2 separate regions of the Triticum aestivum genome follow, and region 2 is linked to region 1. Evidence: chromatin contacts called from public Hi-C data. All regions are on one chromosome and are shown on one strand. Each heading gives the region's core, a stretch centred on a gene start, on an enhancer-like site or on the middle of the called end of the contact. The rest is flanking DNA. Distances are from core to core; before and after follow the strand shown.

Region 1 (3,480 bases), core at 722-3,221:
TAGTAGACAGTCGGGAAGTCGTCGTGCTAAGGCCCCATAGGACTAGCGCACTAGAGCAACAACCATTCTCGAAATAGGCTTTCGCCCCGCTTTATAAATAAAGCAACAAACCAGCAAGCTGCAGATCGGAAGGATCAAACCTGAAAACACCCAAACAAAGACGAACGAAGACCGGATCCAAATGGATCCAGCGAAGACCAGCACCGACTGAATCCCACGAGATCCGGCGGAGACACACCTCCACACGCCCTCCGACGAAGCTAAACACACCATCGGAACGGAGATAAAATGTGGGAGACATTATTCCTACTAAGGGACACGCGCTGCGACACAACCCCAACCAAGACGCCAAACCTAACAATAACGAGAACGGGTCCCTCCCGCCGGCGGGGGCCGAGGTCCTCCGCACCTACATGACCCAAAGGCCATCGAATATGTGGTGGACCGATGGCGGCACCGACGGGAGGAGGAGGAAGATCTTTTCTTGTGGAGGAGGAAAGAGAAAGCGTATGCACATATACAATAGCATTTTTAGAGATACTAATATGACGTTTTAAGAACAGAAAACAAATTGTGTTTTAATGGTTTAGGCCCTCCCAAACATTGGTGCAACGATAATTTGCCACACCTCCTTGTCATACAGTCTTCCTTGGCTCCATCCCTGCATGTAAACCTTATCAAATTTTGTATTCCCTCCGTCCGCAAATACTAGTCGGAGAAATAATTTATTCGACAAGTATTTCCGGACGAAAAAAGTATTGACTACGTTCAGATTTATTGGGATCCTTCATATTTTTGGCCAAACTATCAACATAGCTAACAAAATATGGGATATGTTACAGAAAGTATGACATTGGATTTGTATTCAAAAGAGTCATTCGAGGATATAACTTTTGTGACATACTGCCTCCGTCCAGAATTGCTTGTCGCAGGAGTTTCTGCGACAAGTAATTCTGGATGGAAAGAGTACAATTCATATTTATAGCTAAAATTTATACAATTAAAATAGAAGGGGCCAATAAATCTGGACGAAAGGAATACAACCCATCTCCAGGTCTTTCCAAGGCTCGCGTGATTCCGTCCATTTTATAATAAAAAAGCATATCGTATACTGTAAAGTACGGTCTGTGAGAGTACAGGAGTATACTACTCTACTGTAGCGTTGACCGCTGGTACGGCGTATAGTGTACTGGTACAATAGATCAGAGATTCAGAATATGCAGCAGAGCAGATCACCGTAGCAATACGCTTACGGCTGCTGCATGTTGCTGCGGTGTGTGTCTCTTCTGTCGCCGTCTGCCTAGGGACAAGCGTGAATTAAAAACTCGAAAGAATCAGAAAGATTAGACCTGTGACTTCAAGGGCCCATCGGTCGGAGTTGGACGGAGTTAAATAATGAGCTCACGAAAAGCTGTGACAGTTCCTTAATTCCTCTGCTTAGCCCCTCCCACGTCATCAACCGCTGGCAATTAGTACAATACCATATATGCTGAGAGCGATTATCCTAGATATATGTATACGTGACCACAGGCTTCTGCTTCTGGATTTCGCAAAAATAAAAAAGGCTTCTGCTTCTGGGCCCACGCGTCAGAGAGCTGATATGCCTGTATCATCGCATTGTGGCAGCGTACGGTGCCAACTGCTTCACTGTCAGTCACTCAGTCCAGTGAGCACACTCATGTGACTAGTGAGCACGCCAAGTCTGATAGCGTGGTCTCAGTTCTGTAGCCACACTGCACCGCACTACACCCTTCGCTGACATAGCGGCCGAGCAATATTCGGGCCCACACGTCATCTTCTAGTCCTATACCATCACCCCATGGCCCGTCTCTAATGTACCGCATGTACCGATGACTGGTAGGTGGGACTGAGGTGTGCGTGTCCCCACCTGTCATCGTAAAGATGCGCGCCGCGCTGGTTCCTCTTTTCCTTAAACCGCACGCCAGAACCAGGGCCAAGCCCACCACCGGGGAAAGAGCAGGGGACGGAAAGGTCAAAAGGCAGGGAGCAAAACAGTGACCACAGTAGGAGCACGCAGCCAACGGAGGGAGCCGAGCGGCTGACAGATATGCTTCCGGGAGGGGAAGACGGCAAGCGGCGCGGCGCCACCGCCGACGCCGAGGCCGGCGCGAACGCGGCCGCCCTGAACGACCTCTGCGCCACCGCCGGGGACGCGGGGCGCCCCGTGCCCGCGCCGTTCCCGAGGCCGGCGGCCTTGGCGGTCGCGGCGCTGCTCGCGGTGGGGATCGGGCTCGGCGTCCTCGTCCTCGCCGTCGTGCGCAGCCCCGTGCTGCTCGTGCTCGCGCTGGTGCTCTCGGCGGCCGTGTCCGCGTTCCTCCTGTGGAATGCCGCGGCCGCGGCTTCCGGCCGCGTGCTGCGGCGGTTCGTCGACGGGCTCCCGGCCTCCAGCCTCCGCGCCGCCGCCGACGGCCAGCTCGTCAAGATTACCGGCGTACGTTTTGCGATTGCTTATGCATTTTACCTGTTCTCGATCGCAATTGCAATGAAATTGATCTAACAAGTCCAACAAGTGTTCTGTTCTCAAGTCTCGTGCCTGCCGAAATTGAGCCGCCATTTGGTGGGGCAGTAAATTCAGTCGCATTTTGTATGGAGTATACTAAGTGTATCGATTTCTAAGATAAGATATGTGAAGTATAATGCGCGCGACGTGTAGCCTTTCCGCATCTTGTGGCAATCCCACTCATGTGCCGTGTAGTATAGGTGCATCAATCTTTTGGATGGGTGTATGCTCGTTGACCTTATCTTGAAAGTTAGTTCTCTCAGATTAGATTGCTGTGAATAGAAGCTTCGCTGGCTGGATATTATAATCTTGCAAGGGGAAAAGAGCTGCCTACTTTATTTGCCAAGCTTACATAAGTAACTTCTATGTAAAGACTAAAGGCTAATGATCGTTCCTTTTGGTTTCTCGGCTTGCCGATTCATTGCTGTGGTACAAGCATTGTTTTCCTTGTGCATTTACCATGTGAGTAGAATGGTGTGCTAATCTCATATATGTTGTAATGTTCCTTCTTTTGTGCAGCTGGTTTCATGTGGTGATATTTCGTTGATTTCTTCATATGAGAAGGTGGAGAACTGTGTATACACATCTACGCTGCTAAGAAAATGTGGTAGATGGGGTTCTGAGGTGGCAAATCCTAAAAATAATTGCTCCAGGTGGAAATTGACACATGCTGAGGTAAGAATGCTCTGCGGTTATCTACATCTAATTTGCAGAGATTATTTATCCTTGTATGTACCACACACATACTTCATTCATCTTGCACCTATCTCATCGCAATTTTGCTTCTTTTCTGTAATGATTATGTATTCTGCTTATCGTGCCTTAAGCTAGTCTACGCACCACAACTGTGTTACAAACATACTATCAGTCTATGCACCAAGGGTATTCCCTATTATTTTAGCTCCTTTTCCAGAATAATTGGTAAGCAACAAAATGCACCAAGGGTCAACCTTTGTAAC
Region 2 (3,484 bases), core at 485-2,984, 370 kb after region 1:
AGCATTTTCCAGTTGTTGAAGCAAGAGCAATACAAATGGTGACAAGGAGTTGATGACCAATTTGACAGTATGCAAGCAACATTGGTAGAGGAGCAAGTTTGGAGGATAGGTAAAGTGCGGTTCTAGGAGTAAAGTGTGACAGAATCACTAAGCTTGTGAAGGTAATAGTGCAAGCAAGACTGTGGGGAGCACAAGCGTACTGATTACTGACCTTCCTGAGAGGGACGAGCGCGATGATCCCCACGAAGCTGACGGCGAGGAGGAAGCCGGTCATCCACGCAATGCCGGGCTCCTTGTAGCTCCCCGGCACGTTGCCCTCCGTCTCCTCCCCGGCCATCTCGTAGGTGTTCTTGTCGAGCGCGAGCAGGTAGGACCCGAACCCACCTGTGGGAAGGGGGGAAAAAATCCAAGGACGCGTCTCAATCCAAGGTCTCCACTTGCCAAATTGGCGGATGTGATGTGTGGCCAGCCCTGACCTCCGACGGCGATGCTGTAGCAGGCGACGGCGCAGGTCTGCACGACGGTGTTCTCCTGGCGCGTGAAGGGGCGGGCGGCGACGCCGAGGCGGGCCAGCGCCTTGGTCCAGGCGCGGAGGACGACGAAGGCGATGAGCGCGGCGGAGACGTTGAGCGTGGGGACGAGGCCCGTGGTGAGGTTGAGCTTCATCACGATGACGCTGTACATGGCGCCGACGGCCAGGCTCGCCACCATCCCGCGCGCCGTCAGCTGCTCCCGCCACGGCGGCACGCGGCCGCGCGCGTGCCCGGCCCCCAGCTCGGAGTCGTCGCCGTCGAGCTCGCGGATCTCCTCGAAATGGACTCTGCGGCTGTCCCGCGAGTGCGGCGCCATCGCGAGCTCGACGCCCGGCGACGGCGGCGGCGGCGGCCTCGGGTGCTTCCTCCGCCTGTCCTGCTGCATAGACATAGTGGGGGCAGATTATCGCAGCGTCAGATTCGAGTCCGGGGGGAGACGGAGGAGTCATCGGACCGCCGGACAGAGGACGGTGTTCGTTAATCATTAGTGAGCTCTACACACGTACTACTACTAGCTCCGAGTGAGCTCGAGAGAGAGCTGTGAGTGAGATTCCAAGGCAGAATCCATGGAGCAAGGAGGACATTCTTGATTCTTCAGTTAGAATGGAGAATTGCACATACAGAGAGCATGAAAAAAAAAAATCTCACCTGCCGGGCCCTCTAGCTTCGACCGAACAGCTTGGGAGCGGCGCCCCCGTCAGAAAAATGATGGAAAGGCGACGGAAGAGGACACACCACACCAATGTATGCTCCGCACCGCAGCAATCGGTGGCTGCTCCCCGTGAGACTCAGAGCTTGTGTTTGTGTGCAAACAACTGTGCAAGAGCTGCGTAGCACATGCATACAAGCAAACTGACGGGAGTTCCTCATCGACACGCATCGTCGCTAAAATATCTGCTGATCAACGCTCGGGAACGATCCCCGTCCAATCAGAACTCTAGACCAAGGGGCTGAAATTGGAGAGACTTTTATTTAAAAATAACAGAGTCAACGAAGATCCGGGCGAGATCGATCTACGGTTTGCTTGAAAAATCATTAACTGACGCGATTGCGTAGCTGAAAGAAGGCTCGGCTTCGGTGACCCCGCATAAATCAGCTGGTTAACTTAACTTTCGGCGTGTGGTCGCCACGGCTGACGGCTCCCCGGCACGCACCGCTCGGAGTAGGACGCCACAAGCCCACGTCGACTCGAAAAGCAAGAAATGAAGCGGGGAGCGGAACGGAGGGAGCAAGGGCGGACAGTAAACCTCCCGCAACCGTTCGAACCGGACCGGAACGCGAAAGTCATCCAACACCACCTTCGTAGAGGAGTCTGAACACGATTTCTCCCGCAAACTAAAGACAAAACTAAAAAAGATTTGTAGGAGTCCGGACTGCTCACAAGCCCGCTTCTGACCGCCGGCCCACCAAAAAACTCCTCCCCTCCCGCGCGTGCTCCCGCCCAGCGCCAGCTGCCCGCATTCTGCCGTTGTAGAGCGCGCTGCTCCGCATTGAAGACGGTTCAGGGCGGGCGCGACCTCTCACTGCCTCCGCCATTGAAGCGGTGCGCCAGCCGAGGGCACCGTCTGCTGCACGCCCGGCTGAACACGCCTTCTCACCGCATTCATACGCCCCCATTAACCTCGCGTGAAAGCCGAGAAACCTATGAGCGGGCCAGCATTAAACGCAAAGTCGGCCGAGCTCCTACCGTTCGTCCTCTATTTAAACAAGGGCAGACGCCGGGCAATCACACCCCTCCGCCGCTCCCCCAATCTCCTCCTCCATCACTCTTCTGATGGCTTTCGAAGAGTAGTTCTCCGGCATACAAGCCGACTGGGTGGCCCGCCGAGCCCATCGGATACGAGCGAAGCAGCTCGCTGCTCCACCTCCCGCGCCTCACCCGACGGAGCAATTTGCCGCCCCAAGCTGCCGCGTGATTCAACAACTCGCCGCTCCATGCCCACTCAATGAGGAGTGGTCAGTTGATCGACGCCGACACAGCGGGGAGCATGGCAGCACGGGCATCAGCGCTGCCATCGATGACCACGCCTCATGCGTCTGCGGTCGTGCCTCCCGTGCCTGTGACCGCGCCTCTCGTGCATGCGACCGCGCCTCCCGTGCTTGCGACCGCGCCATGCAGCCAGTGGCAGAAGCCAGGTGCACGGAGAGCGACGAGTCGGTGGCCGGCGCCTCCGCGTCCGCCGCCATCACCGAGGAGAAGTAGAACACGGGAGTCCGCCGCCGCTTGGGTCCCACGAAGGCCACCGCCTAGGCGACATCGGCGTACACATCCAGTGTCTTACCTGGTTATTCTCTTTCGAGGACCTTCGTCGATCTGCCTTCCGCTCCCACTGAAGCATCAGCCGAGAGTTCCACTTCGATGAGCAGCGGGGAAGCGAGCCATCCTTTACGCTAAAACATATACCTCCAGGGCTCCCGGCAGTCCGGTGATCGGGCTGCCGGACATGAGGAAGAAAAGGGATCCGCGAGCGATGATCTAGATTTAATTGTACCTTCAGAGTCGGACTAGCACCGTTGATGTAAGTGTACCGAAATTTGTCATGTTTATGAAAATCCGGGTTTTTTATATGAAATTCGTCATGTTTGCATGAAATCCAGCCGTGTTTGCACGATTTTCATCCGGTTGGTTTGAGTTGTTGTAAAAATATATGCAATTAGCGTTGGATGGCTGCCTCTTGCATCCCCACGAACTGGTCCCATGTACGCGGACGAGGTTGCCGCTGGATGCCCTAATACGCAGCAAATCACACGCATTCTCGTCGGAAAGGACTAATCAGTGATCACTGATCTTTTTTCTTCTTGCGAACTAGTGATCACTGATCTGATCAAGATACACAACAAATATGAGGATGAGATTGGCGAGAAGACGCAACTCTCCGTGTGTGGCTTGCTTCCAAAGCAGTCCGGGAAGCACCTATTTCATTAAATCAAAGGTGTTTTATTGTTTCTTT

Evidence for each region. A called contact is a pair of places that touch in the nucleus more often than the background predicts.
Region 2: a contact with region 1 is called in a Hi-C map of leaf, with 3 times the contacts expected there. The contact joins the promoter of LOC123054062 here to the promoter of LOC123054059 in region 1. A contact is called at or near these places in 2 of 5 Hi-C or Micro-C datasets (both in leaf).

What each region holds. Positions count from the first base shown.
Region 1 is chr2D:494,876,991-494,880,470 of IWGSC CS RefSeq v2.1, forward strand. It overlaps LOC123054059, which reads left to right and starts at 1,972. Exons shown (of 4, transcript XM_044477723.1): 1 at 1,972-2,452; 2 at 3,041-3,196. The coding sequence starts at 2,069.
Region 2 is chr2D:495,250,743-495,254,226 of IWGSC CS RefSeq v2.1, forward strand. LOC123054062 (probable metal-nicotianamine transporter YSL9) reads right to left here and starts at 1,735. Exons shown (of 8, transcript XM_044477728.1): 1 at 1,182-1,735; 2 at 477-912; 3 at 212-384. The coding sequence starts at 849.